2 separate regions of the Mus musculus genome follow, and region 2 is linked to region 1. The links are chromatin contacts, called in public HiChIP or PLAC-seq maps. All regions are on one chromosome and are shown on one strand. Each heading gives the region's core, a stretch centred on a gene start, on an enhancer-like site or on the middle of the called end of the contact. The rest is flanking DNA. Distances are from core to core; before and after follow the strand shown. Region 1 overlaps 5430437J10Rik (RIKEN cDNA 5430437J10 gene). Region 2 has its middle 70 kb from the start of Gm41258.

The links. HiChIP or PLAC-seq counts read pairs in DNA pulled down with a chosen protein or histone mark.
Region 2: a BATF HiChIP or PLAC-seq map of CD8 T cells shows a contact between it and region 1, with 13 read pairs. The contact joins two enhancer-like sites. A contact is called at or near these places in 1 of 15 datasets of contacts at CTCF or cohesin (CD8 T cells), 1 of 484 Hi-C or Micro-C datasets (group 2 innate lymphoid cells) and 2 of 115 datasets of contacts at active chromatin or transcription factors (CD8 T cells and the HPC-7 cell line).

The regions. Positions count from the first base shown.
Region 1 is chr15:5,512,491-5,519,604 of GRCm38.p6, reverse strand. The region is part of intron 1 of 5430437J10Rik (RIKEN cDNA 5430437J10 gene); the gene reads right to left. Among named protein-coding and RNA genes, the nearest start is that of 5430437J10Rik, 20 kb to the right of the region's middle. Within about 2 kb of position 4,649, at least 112 of the 459 cell types and tissues checked have an H3K27ac peak or open chromatin away from gene starts, as enhancers often do. A contact at or near this core is called in CD8 T cells, where this site is marked.
Region 2 is chr15:5,599,844-5,606,957 of GRCm38.p6, reverse strand. No RefSeq gene overlaps it. Among named protein-coding and RNA genes, the nearest start is that of Gm41258, 70 kb to the left of the region's middle. Within about 2 kb of position 4,642, at least 1 of the 459 cell types and tissues checked has an H3K27ac peak or open chromatin away from gene starts, as enhancers often do. A contact at or near this core is called in CD8 T cells, where this site is marked.

The DNA of each region.
Region 1 (7,114 bases), core at 3,400-5,899:
ACCCAGAGATGTGCCAGAGAGCTTGCCCTGGTGGTAGGAGCACAGAAGAACTGGTGGGCTGACCAGCTCCATTACCTCTCAGGCCCAAATCCAAGGCTTAGAGTTGGCCCACTCTACATCTAACTCCTCTATGATCTGCTGGAGCACATAAAAGGGCTGTCCTGCAGATCCAAAGCTGCAGGATCTCCATGACACAGGGCAACAACAGGATAACCAGGAGGTGTCCAGTAAGGTTCCAGTATTGATAATGTAGCAAAAGCCAGAGGCCTCATACTAGACCAATGAGTGATTGCAGCAAACACTTGCAAGCAAAGAAGTGTGAACAAAAGGGCACACTGTGTGACACACTACAGCTTCCATGACAATGTTTTTATTCTATCTTTTCAATTTAATTTAATTTAATTTGGGATGGAGAGGTTGCAAGGGAAGGAGGCAGATATGTATGGATAGGATGAGGAGATGAGTGGGATTGAATTGCATGATGGGAAATTCACAAAGAATTAATAGAAAGTTTTTTATAAAAGAAGGTTGGTATATGTCTATGTTTTTAACCCATGTTTATCATGAACCATCGTGTGGGGCAGATGTCTGATTAAGGTAAAGCACTTGAGGTAGAAAAACAGGAAGGAACACAGGAAGGGAAAGAAGGAGGCAGGAGGGAGGAAGGGAGGAAAGGTAGAAAAACTTTGTCACATCTTGAAGAACTCCAAGTTAAGACCCAAACCAGAGTAGCTTACCAAAAGTATAGTTTAGAAGACGTCGTGCATGCATAGGACAGGTATGTACAGTGGGAGAAAAATCAACCTTTAACTCTTATGCTTGTACTTCCAGAAGTCCCTGGATAAGTTACAAATGTCCTCCTCAATGGGTACACCATATAGCTTCATCAAGATTTCTTGGTCACTGGAAGACTGCAACAGTCTTCTGAAGGAGTAGGCCTAACTTTAGTACCAAGGTAGCAGAAAGTAGACACCGTGTGAAGGAGCCAAAGGCAGTGAAGAGCAGTGTCGTCTCTTTCTTCAACACTTCAAAGGAATTCGGAGTAATAGCTACCTCTTTAAGCAGGCCGATAACTCGATGTTATCATCTTAAAGGCCCCAGAGGGACAGAGAAAAGTTAGGTCGAACTCCCTGGCAATGCTGGCACACTTCTGATTCACCTGAACACCACCCACAGGCCAGAGAAGAAATGGTAACTCTCCAGAGCTTTCTTCTCACATTAAAAGAATGTTAAGCAATCTTATTTGAGAGGACCTGTGGCCACTGTCCCACTAGGAACTGCTTTATGAATTCTGGACTGTGCTATTAAGACAAACGATGAACTTCGGTGTGTACTAAAGTCAGAAAGAGCCAGGCAGCCCTTGGGATAAAATTTCATAGCCACACAACTAGAGACATATTTGGTAAAAAAGAAAAAAAGGATGTCAGGGGGATTTCCAAAATCTCCTAACTGGAGGACAATCATAGCGGTGAGTTTGTGGGGAGAGTCGACCAATCACGGAGCTCTAGCTTGTGTTTTAAGGAAAAGGAAACTTGATTACCAGGAAAAAAAAAAAAAAAGTAAGTGTCAAGAAGGGACCCAACAATAATTAGTCCTGTTGTGAGGGGGAAATGCTTCTCAGAAAGCCATTTCACATCAAACGCCAATGTGGCCTCCTATCAAACCTCACTGTTCATGTTTTTTTTCAGATCTCTGAACAAGTTGAATGGAGTGGTTTCCCTTTCAACTACATTATAAAGCGTTTTCAAAGGCTTGTGCTATCTCCATTTGTAGTATCTGATAGTGAAGGGGCAGAGTTCATTTTTAGCCAATAAAATAACTCTTCATGAGGTTGTGAATTTGAGCCCAGACAAGCCACAAAAAGTACAGACTCAACTAGACGTTCAAAGTTCCTAAAACGCACACATACATCACTGCGAACAGTAAATACAGGAAGCACAGACCATTCTTCAGCCCTGGTCTCAGTTTTGATGAACTGTTTTGCCATGAAGAATCTTCCCTCAGACGGCTTGCACTAGAAAGAAAAGGACAAAAATACCCAGCCCTGGCTTTCTCACGGGGCAAACCTTTTCCTTTCTCTGTGTGAAAACTTCAAGGGTTTCTGATTGCCCACAAAAATTTTACAAGCTAGTCCCACAACATAATGTGACTTTTTAAAGAACAAGGAAGTGCAAGGGCCTCTCGCAGGCAGCGGCAGTGTGTTTAACTGCTGGTGTTAGCCACAGCAGTATGACCTCTGCTTAGAGCAGCTTTGACCACCAGTCATCAGCTCTGGGGAGAGACATACCCAATGTGACACAGGAAAGAAGTGTCAACTGTGGTAAGTCATGGCTGAGACCTATGGAGAATGAAACCCGTCACCAAAGTAGATCCAAAGCATAGGAAGGGTCCAGAATTCTCCATTTGGCAAAGTCAAATACAGGCATTATCTTCCTGACCTTGCTAGCAAACAAGGATACTGATGTGATAGAGAAACCTGAGAAGGGTATTGAATTTTGTTCTGTGACGGATTGAACCCAAGGCCTAACATCTGCCACTAAAGCTACATCTCCAGCTTTAGCAACAATGTGAATTTCCCTTCACATTTGATATATTTAAACATTACAGCATGCATGTAAGATACACGTTCTCTTTGTATATTATAAGCACCAATATTTTCTCTCAAATTTTGTGTGATACAAACCAAGATTATTTTTTATTCTTCACCAATTTTGTATATGTACACACTGAACTTGGGGGGCATTTTCACACCTTCTTATGTATTTCTTATCCATCCCATCTTATCTTCTCTTTCTCTTATCTCTTGCTTTGTCTCCTGAAACCTTTTTTCTTTCCAACAAGGCCCCTCCTACTTTGATGACATTTCTTTCTTATCCAATGGATTTAGTTATAGTTGCTTGAATGGGTATGAGTGGAGGGTCATTAACTGGAATATAGACAACTTACCAGTGGATATACTGACACAGAAAATGAACTCTTTCCCCCCAAACCTATTAACTGGCTGTAGTCCTTCAGTGAGGGGTGAAGCCTCAGGAGCCTCCAACAGGTACTAGAGGAAAGTGAGGTTCCAGTCTTGTGTAGGTCTTAGGTGGGTAACACTACTGCAGTGAGTTCACACGTGCAAACACTGTGTTGTGTCCAGAAGATATTATTTTTAAAGCTGCTTTATGCTTTATTTTCTGTGTGTGCATATAAGGAGAGGTGTTACTGTGTAGGGTTGTGCATACATGTGAACACGTTCACTATATGTAGAGATCAGAAAACAACTTACAGGAACTGGTTCTCCCCTACTGGCCATATGGATCGTAGAAAGAAATCTAGGTCATCAGGCTCAGCATCAGAGTCATGTTATTGTCCCATAGGAAATCTTCTTAGCACTCCATGCCAAACTCTGGCTCTTAAATATGTCCTCCCATCTCCTTCCACAGTGGTCCTTGAGCCTCATCATGGGTAGAATAGAGAGATCTGGTTGAGGAACAAGCACTCTCTGACTATTTACTCTCTGGAGTGTGACTAGTTGTAGATCTCTAAACTAGCTGTTGCCTGCTGCAAAAAGAAACTTAGACTTAGAACAGCACTGATCTATGAGTATAAACCTAAGCATTTGGAGGACAGTTGAATACCATGCCCATGTAAGATAACAGTCACAAGTCAAGAAAGTCTTCTAAACTTATTTCTATTGGAGAAAACACTGACATAGTCCATCTTCTTTGAGAGACATGGACAGAAGACATGCTTTGGGATGCTTAGCATCACTTCAGTGTCTGCTTTCTTCAATAAGTTAACTTTAACAAGTGCACCTTTAGCAAGCTAATAATTTTTATCTCCTTGTGGCAAAAAAAAAGGAGGATAGCCCATCCACACGTAGAAGATGACAGCCTTGAGGTGAGATCATCTTGGATTGCATGTTCTTAAATAGCTGGTATCTACTCAGTCAGGGTCAGGACTGATTTTTCTTCTAACTAGCAGGCCATCATTTTAAAAATATTCCTCCATTGCAAAAGTGAGATCTAATCCCCTGCTCATGCGTGTGTTCTATCTTGCAAGCACTATGATGAACTATGTGGCAGAAACAACATTCTACCAACACTGGCTCTTAACTCTAAGAGAAACTGCAGTTTCAGCTTACCTTTATTTTAAGAGCATTGAATGCCACATTAGAAATCTCCCTGGTATTTCAGAGCCCATTTGGTGATGCCATGACATGATATATAAAGATAAGGCCAGCTATCAACCCCAGTCTGGTAGTAAACCTTACCAAACAGAGGTAACGTGCATCCATTAAGGAACAACACACAATCTCTGAGATGTGTATATACATTAAAACACCAAGAATTCCCAAACATGTACACCTTGACACACTCCAAACTTAGTGATTAGGTGAAAAGCAGATTCCTTAGTTATGTATGTACCATGATATGCTCACCAAGAAAAGAAAAGCTAAAGAGACAAGACATAGCACTGCCTGTCAGAGAGACTTTCTGATGCAGGTTGTGTAGCATGGCCTTCTGAAAGCTATATATGGGGTTGGAGAGGCAGCTCAATGGATAAAGAGCACTTGCTGCTCTTCCACAGAAATAGAGTTCCATTTTAAGGATCCATGCCAAATGACTCACAAAAATGATGCCTAAAATTCCAGCTCCAGGATATTCAGAGTCCCCTTTTGGTCTCTGAAGGTACATGCATGCATATCACACACACACCACATGAGACACTCTCTGAGGGGGAAGAACAGAACATGGTATTTTCTATTTCTAACATTTGTGAACTTTCAGATTCTCTGATCAAAGTTTATTGCAGAAGATCCCTGAGACCCCTGGAAACGGACAAATTAGAAAGTCAGAAATAAAAGAGAGAATTTCAGATGCTTTGGGTATTGAGGTGTGATTTCTTTTTTCTTTCTTTCTGGCAAGCACCCACCCTTCTTTTAACTTTTTGTCCTTTCACTTTGTACTGCAATAAGCTCATCTTGGTGAATAGATTGCTAAAGATTTAATAACTGTCATACTTATTCGTTGTAATGTCTTTGTTCTCATATAAAATCTTTTAAAACTATTGTAAAAATTGCCAACTCATGCAGTAGGTCTTCACAGGAAGTCCCTTTACACCCACACAGGGGCCCACAAGGATGATTACATAAAGGAACTGTCTCCAGTGAGAGAAAAGACACACATTCGGTCCTTTGTTTTCAGGGTTGGTTTGTTTCCTTTGTGCATTCTTCTCATGCTTTTTGGTGACATAAAAATATGCTCTAGCTCACCAGGGTAGCCACTGTGACCTACATCATCATGTTCTCGTGCACTTTATGGTTTCCCCTTCACTTCAGGGGCGAGAATGCATGAGCCCAATTCAGCTTTTGCTAGCTGATGATGTCAGACATCATCAGTCCATGGAGGTGCTCAAACAACAGGAGTGACTTTAGCATATAAACAATTCCAAGATAGGTCTAGTTCTATTCTGGAGAGGAAAATAGAAAGTCATACATTTTATATGATTTTATAATTGATGACTAATGAGCGATAGGGGTTTTTTGTTAATTTGGAAGCTTGAATGATTTTTCCCTCAGTTTTCAACCAGATGTTTCCACTTTGCTGAATTTAGTAAACTAAAGCTTCCAATGTCTCACAATTTTTGAAAGACAAAATACCACTGTGTTGGTCAAACTGACCTTGATTCCTGAGGCCACAGGATGCTCCAGCCTCAGTTCCCCTGGTAAAAATGTTCTTTTTAAAAGTAGATTCTGTAACCCCTTCTCTAGCTCCCATCCTCATTCCTTACTCCTTTGGCTCTTTAGGAAAGAATCTAACAAAAGTTTTAAACTTTGACTACAGAAGATGATTCACTGGTACAATTTAGCATTTTCTTCATGTTATGGTGGACACATAGATTAGATACAAACAATACTTAGATAATCGTGGTTTCCCAATACATATCAGGAGCACAAATTTGAAGGCAGAGAGGATAGGAAGAGGGGAGAAAAAGATAAAAGGAAAAATGAAAGGAGGGAGGTAAAAGGATCTTAGTTTCCATCTAAAACAGATCTCTATCCTGTTACCTAGGATTTCACATTCACAAGGGTTCCGCCCCACCCTTCCCTCTGTGCTTTCCTAAGGAGCCACTTAACCTTTCCCCACTAAGGGGGAAGCCCTTAGTACCTTCCTGCTCTGTAAACACTAGCAGCAAATCCATTAAGTCACTGCATGGGGAGTGAGGCAATGAGGATCTTTCAAACTTTCCAGCTGTGACACAGCTTCTCTTTCCACCTGGCACACTGCTCACAGCTCTGCAAAGAGGAGTGTTCTGCCAGCAGCCCAGCGGCCAGACCACCTGGCCGAGGACAAGGAAGCCTTTCTTAAAGTGCCAACACCCAACCTTGGCTTGACTTGGTCCTACATTCTGAAACACATCCCTTCTTTCCAGTCCGTATGTTCTCTAGGAAGCTGCAGCACATCACACACACACACAAACACACACACACACACACACACCCCAAAGACACGAAGGTCCAGAAATGTAATTCTTGGCAAAATGCTCACTTAGCATATAAATGGCTTTAGATTCCATCCCTAGCACCCTAGAAACAGAACAAGGGAAATGGATCACTTGGTAAATTAATTGCCACAAGAATGAAGGTCCAGGAAGCCATGCTTAAAACTACATCATCATCGTCAACAACAACAACAAGAACACACCATCATTCCCTGTTTCTCTAACCCTAGCTACTTGGATAGGAGGAAGGAGACAGGTGGAAGCAAGTGGCTCTCTGAAGGTCTTGGCTTTTTACCGTAGATAGATCCTAACCCTGAAAGGTTTGGAAAGCAGCTATATGTGAATATTAAAATCCTCTGGTTACAGCAGACTACTTTCGTTATTACTGTTTCTTTAAAGTGTGGTATAACTAACTGACAAGATGGGGCTCATTTAAAAAAAAAAAAGTATGGCCTCCCACGTGTGTTGTGAAATTAGTGGATTTCGTGTCAAAGACACTAAGAATAGAAGGGATGATGTCACCTATTTTCCCTACCACCAAAAAGGAAAAGTGAAGGCATATTGGGAGGAAAAGTGTCAAACATTTAGTATTTGTTCATACTTGTTTTCTTCTCTTTGTGAAGGG
Region 2 (7,114 bases), core at 3,393-5,892, 87 kb before region 1:
GCAGTTTGTTCCTGAGCATAAGTGCAGTTGGTTTAACAGGTGAAACTCCCTTTATCTACAGCTGACTTTCCTTTTGCCAACAGATATCAATCTCAGACAGCTTTTTGTTCTTTTCTTTTTTTCTTTTTCAAGACAGGGTTTCTCTGCGTAGCCCTGGCTATCCTGGAACTCACTCTGTAGACCAGGCTGGCCTCAAACTCAGAAATTTGTCTGCCTCTGCCTCCCAAGTGCTGGGATTTAAGACATGCGCCACCACTGCCTGGCTTCTTATCTCAGTGAGACTGTGTATCCAATCCCCTCACTTGGTGTTGGGACCTCCATTTGGCTTGTTCTGTTTGTATACATATTGCTACAGTTATGAGTTCATATGTACATCCACCCTGTTGTATCTGGAAGACAATGTTTTCTTAGAGTCATCTATCCCCTGTAACTCTAACAAACTTTCCTCTTCAAGTTTCTGAGCCATGAAGGGAGGGCTTTGATAAAGACATCCCACTTAGTATTGAGTGCTCCAAAATCTCTCAATCTCTACAAGTTATCCAGTTGTGAGTTACTATCTCACAACTACTTAACAACTGGTTAAGACTGAGCACTGCTCTGATCCATGCATATAGCACCATGACATTAGAATTGTTTTATTGCTATGTTTCTTTAAGAGAATAATAGTATTAAGCTTTCCCCTAGACCCACGATGTATCTAGTCCCATGTTCTTGGCCATTTTATCAGTGTCAGATATGTGTTCCATCTCACGGAGTGGGGCTTAAATCCATTCAGAGTGGTTGGTGACACTCATAACATTATGTCACTATTACGCCCATATATCTTGCAGGCAGGTGCCTGGTGTAGGTCTCAGGTTTGTATCTTGGTGATATTGCTGATTATCCTTCTCCTCCAGTAGCATGCAAGTATCTTCAAGTACTGTGAACACTAGTCAGTGCGGGTGACACTACCAGTTAGGCACCAACTCAACTGTAAGTTTTTAAAATATATTTGAAGAAACTTCACTTTCCTTCATAGTTGAATACAGACCAAAGCTAGGAATCACTAACCTGATTTAGGAAATTGAAAAAGGCCTGCAGATATCATCATGCTAAAAATAGACTTTTTTTCTTATAAAAAAAATGGTACACTCACAGTGATTTACTAGAGTTCATAATCAATGTGATAAACAAAAAGATAAATTATAAAAAATGGTAAATGGTGAAAATCAGAAGTAAAACTACAAAAATCTATAGATAACATGATTATGTAGAAAATTAATGATGTACTAACAGATTAAAATTAATTATATAAAACATCAAGGGTGAAGAGATATAAAGGAAATCAGTGATATGTATATACATATATTCTACCAACATTCAGAAAATAAGAATTTAAGTATTGCATTTGAAAGATTCTAAAATAGGGCTGGGGATTTAGTTCACTCAGGTAAGTGTTTGCCTAGCATGCCAAATGTCCTTGTTTTGATTCTTAGGACCACCTTAATAAGATATTAAGATATTGCACATGCCTGTAATGCAAGCACTTAGGAAATGTAGACAGAGAAATTAGCTTACATTCACCTTCAGGTTCATAGAGATCCTGAAGGTGAACCCTGGTTTACATGAAACCTAGTCTCAGTGAAATTGCGTGAAACATTTTGAAAACCTTGTATAAGGAAAAGAACTAACAAAATGCATCAAAACTTGCCTCAATATTTCCAATCAAATTCGTTTTTTAAAAATAAAAATTCTTACCTTTTGATAACCCTTACTAATATTGAAATGTCACAAGGCAATCAAATATCACCAGCAAAGTAAGCAAAGGGTTGAAGCTTTATCTTGTGTGGCTACCTAAGTCTTTCCTTCCTGCATGATACAAGAGTCCTCTGTTCCTGGGAATAGACGGAATCTAATGAGATTTGCTCATACAGTGGGGAAATTTCAGGTCATAAAAAATCTAATTTTATAATACAGAGTGTTTTATTGCTTATGTGACATTCTCTAAGGAGCCGTGCCTCATAAATCAATAAATTTTAGGTTTGTGTACAGTAAGCAATTGTGAACCTGGAACATCCTGCTTAAATCACCCCATAGATAATGACTCCTCTCCTAGCAACTATCATTAGCCTGTTTTTCTAGAGCTCCAAAAGCTAGAGTTATGAGAAAAACAGAGCGGCAATCAAAGGGGAATAAATGGATCACAGATCAGATGCCACCAACTCTACTTCCTCAAATTTTTACACAGAAAAATACAAACGAACAAGAAAAAATAAGCACTAAGCTAAGAGATATATACTATTTTAATATAAAAATTTCCAATATTCAAAAACATAAGTTCCTTTAACTATATAAATAAGTCCATTAAATATCAGTTAAATTTAAGCAGTTCTTCTTTTCTGCAAAATTTAACAAGCTATTTCTAAAGTTTATATGGAAATACAGTAGCCAAAAGATGTCCAGAAGCCATACATTTGTGGGCTATAAAAATAGCTAGTGAGACTAGACTATGTTTCAGTGCATTAGTTGCTTGTTGCACAAGCATCCAGCATCCAGCATTCAGCATCCAGCATCCAGCATCCAGCATCCAGCATCCAGCATCCAGCATCCAGCATCCAGCATCCAGCATCCAGCATCCAGCATCCAGGTAAAAGCCCAACATTGTAGGTGCTGTGTGTCCATAACCACAGCATAAGAGTGAGTAGAGATAGGCAGATGCTGGGGCTCACTGGCTAGTGAGACTCTATAAAACAGTGAGTTCCAGGCTTAGTGAGACCCTCTCTCTCTCTCTCTCTCTCTCTCTCTCCCTCTCTCTCTCTCTCTCTCTCTCTCTCTCTCTCCCTCTCTCTCTCTCTCTCACACACACACACACACACACACACACACACACACACACACATATCAATTTATTAAAGTGGCAGTTGTAGGTTCTTCTCCAAACTCAATGAACTCACTAGCCCTGGGTGATGAACTAGGTTTCCAGTACCATACATGGTTTCCCTCTTTTAAATAGTTCTTAAGTCCCATTAGAGAGCTGTTGGTTACCACCAAAGTATACATGCCACTACTGCACGCTTAGAGTTGTTGTGGCATACTGGTCATGGCTGTGGTTCATAGGCATCATAACTCAATAGGACTGTTGACTGCTTCCCTTCTGTGGAAGCTTGCCTGATACCTTCTTGTATCATGAAAGCTAGTCCTCAGGGAAAGCTTGGAACCTCTAAGGCCCTGTAAAATGCACGGTGTCTTCAACAATAGAGAGAAACATGCCTGGTGTGAGGGATTTTGGCAGATGTTCTTGGAGGAACCATTACCATCCATATGAGAAAATTTTATTTAAACTTTATTGTATATTTATAAATAGATAAGTGTGTTATAGTTTTTATTATAATCTCAAAAAATAAAAGAAATACTTTGTAAAAATAAATTGGAAAATTATAGGACTCCAGTAACAATCTCTGATCTTCACACATAAACACACAAATGACCACATCTGCATATACAAGCATACACACAAACAGGCACACAAACACATATGTGCATGCACACAGACATAAACCACACACAAACACACACTACAATTTCACTTAATGGGAAAACACAAACATATACACAGCTACATATACACAGAGACACACACACCACATACACACATGTGCAAACACATACACAGACATACACCACAGTCAGATAGACATACACAAGCACATACAGCAGGTTTATGCACATAAACATGTATATGCACACACACATGTACACCACACACACACACACACACACACACACACACACACACACGTACACAAACATCCACCACAGTCAGAGAGACACACATATACATATGAACCACAGATACTTATACACAAATACTAACTTTAAAAAATGGAAAACAAAAGTCTATGTTTATAATAAATACTAAAGCAGTGAAATTTTTAAAAAACAAAAATATAAATAAAACATGTCTAAAAAGATTATTTGGAAAGTATCTTTAAGTTTTTACTCTTTCTTGAGAACAAGTCTGCAAATGGGATCTGGGAATAAGTCTTCATTGTGATTAATAGTGCTGGCTTGGATTAGTTAGATGCCAGAAGGCACTTAAAGAACTAAAAAGATGTTACCAAAACAATATTACAGCACAGTGGAGCAGCCAACAACACAAGGTTACCATCTCTGTATGGACAAGATGGTAGTGATTTGCTACCATTCTGCACTGCTTCACTGTCCTCTACCAGCCTACAGGCAGGAAAGCAAGACTTCCAGAGCATGTGGTCCAGCAAGAGTGACACTAAACGCATTCTTAGTCAAGATGACTAGGATACTGTCCCAATAAACAATATGAGAAGGAGATGGAGCTGTTGCTCTGTGGTTCTACCAGAGGACCCAGATTTCATTCCTGGCACCCTAGGGCACTTCACAACTGTCTGCATCTCCAGTCCAACAGTATCTGATGCCCCCTTCTGACCTCCACAGGCATTGCATGCATGTGGGTCACAGACATACATGCAGGGATAAAAGAATCCCCACCACATGGCAAAACAACTGGAGCATGTAGAAATCTGTGATGTGTCTGTGGGCTGGCTTTGATTGCAAAGGTGCTATAGAAAAGTCATGATATTACCATGGTCTAGCTTCCTCTACAGGCAATCTCCTACTGTCCCTGAAAGGCTTGTCATCTCTAGTGCACTGGCACTTGATGTTGAGGTAAATGACATTATTCTGTAGTGCCATCTCTTTGGGATTCCTGTTATTTAAATTTTGATTGATGTGTCCAACATCAGATAAAGACTACTGACTTTTGACAGCTGAAATAATAGAACATGAGTGAAATTCTAAGAAACAATACTGACATTTGTTATATTTCACACCTGGGAAAGCCACGGTGGTTTTGTGCTTGTCTTAGTCAGGGTTTCTATTCCTGCACAAACATCATGACCAAGAAGCAAGTTGGGGAGGAAAGGGTTTATTTGGCTTACACTTCCATACTGCTGTTCATCACCAAGGAAGCCAGGACTGGAACTCAAGCAGGTCAGGAAGCAGGAGCTGATGCAGAGGCCATGGAGGGATGTTCTTTACTGGCTTGCCTCTCCTGGCTTGCTCAGCCTGCTCTCTTATAGAACCCAAGACTACCAGCCCAGAGATGGCACCACCCACAAGGGGCCTTTCCCCCTTGATCACTAATTGAGAAAATGCCTTACAGTTGGATCTCATGGAGGCATTTCCTCAATTGAAGCTCCTTTCTCTCTGATAACTCCAGCTGTATCAAGTTGACACAAAACTAGCCAGTACAGTGCTTTTCTGTCATCCCCAGATGGAACAAACTCTGGAAACTGTGCGAGAAATCCATTCCCTTTAGAAAGGGGAGATTACGAAGATGGGGCAGTTGGTTCCACATTCCAATGGTTTTAACAGTTCTCTGAGCTTCAGTGACTCAAGGAATTTATCTTCCTCCATCCTACGTCTGCGAAGGGGAAAGAACAGCCACAGTAGCCTTAACATCTTTCTTTGCAGCCTTTAAAAGATGACTAGAAAATGTTCACCCACAAGTATGGTGGTGGGAAAAGGATTCCTGGTCAGAAGAAAGAAATTTAAATCAAAGGACAGCTATAGATGTCAAAAAATATAGCCTTGCATAGATGTTGGCTTTGTGGTTCTTCTAATTGGTTATGTGTAAAATGAAAGAAATAATTATATGATAGTGGAAAATTACAAAGTTAAGTAATATATATTTATATCTATATCTTTAAATCATAAAAACACCTGAAATACCTAGAGATAAGTTATTATACTCAAAGTTTGTATAAGCATACATCAAAATATGATTTATGTGGGAGATTATATGTGTGTACAAAAGTTCCAACATTGAATCTTAAACCATTTAGTTCCATATTTGAATTTCTTCTTCACAGTTGGTCCAGTTGTTTTCTAAAATTCTTTTAATAAACAAAAATGGATGTCAATATTTTTTATTGTGCTCTCTGTGTCTTTGATATTTGCTGTTTTTACTTGTTGTTCATCCTAGGTTTATTCATCCAGAGTAGAAAGATCGATGAAACGCTTTCGTTAAAGACCCCCAGGGAATGGATTTTTCCTATTAATTGAATTTTCTAGTTAATAAGACAGTAAATTGGGAATTCTTGTTTCATCCTTTAAATATATAGTTAATCTCTATCATAAATATAATTAAATCAGAATTCATTGACGATCTTAGCTCAGGGCTATCATTTTAAATTTAAGTTCATACCTCCTAGGAGTCAGTGCCATTATTCATTCTCTCTCTCTCTCTCTCTCTCTCTCTCTCTCTCTCTCTCTGTCTCTCTCTCTCCTCTGTCTATCTGTGTGTGTATTGTGTGTTTGTGTGTGTATATGTGTGTGTGTATTATGTGTGTGTATGTATGTATGTATGCATGTGTGTATGTATGTATGTGTGTATGTATGTATGTATGTATGTATGTGTGTATTTATGTGTGTATGTATGTATGTATGTATGTGTGTGTATGTATGTATGTGTGTGTATGTATGTGTGTATGTATGTGTGTGTGTATGTATGTATGTATGTGTGTGTGTATGTATGTGTGTATGCATGTATGTGTGTATGTATGTTGCATTTTGCTGGGGATTGAACTGAAGACATTCAACATGCAAGACAAGCATTCTCTTTCTGTACCAGTTTCAACCCCTCTCAGAGTGAGATTATAAACAGTATATTTTACATCACTGGTTATGAAGATGTAAATTCGCATAAGCTGTTGCTTTTGGTAAATTCCAACCTCAAGATTTACTAAAATTTCTTACTTTTCGTCGATTGAATTTTTTCTTTATAAATAATTTGATTTCATCTTCTACTATTTCCTAAATATCATATGCCAAAACCTCTCTGGCAAATCGGGTTTGATTCCCCTACCTTCTTAGCTCCAGTCATCAAAACTTTATGCCTACCTACAGAAGGCAAGGAACTTAACAGGGGAATCTAATTCCATATCAATTGACCTGCCAAAGTATTTTGTTAGCTTTGGGCACTTCTGTGCCTTCATCACCTATAGCCTTTCTTAAAACTATAGCATTCTGTCAGCAAAAGCACTCTTGGTATGAATAATAAGACTGCTTTAAAAGAAGAAAATAGCTGACTCTAAACCAT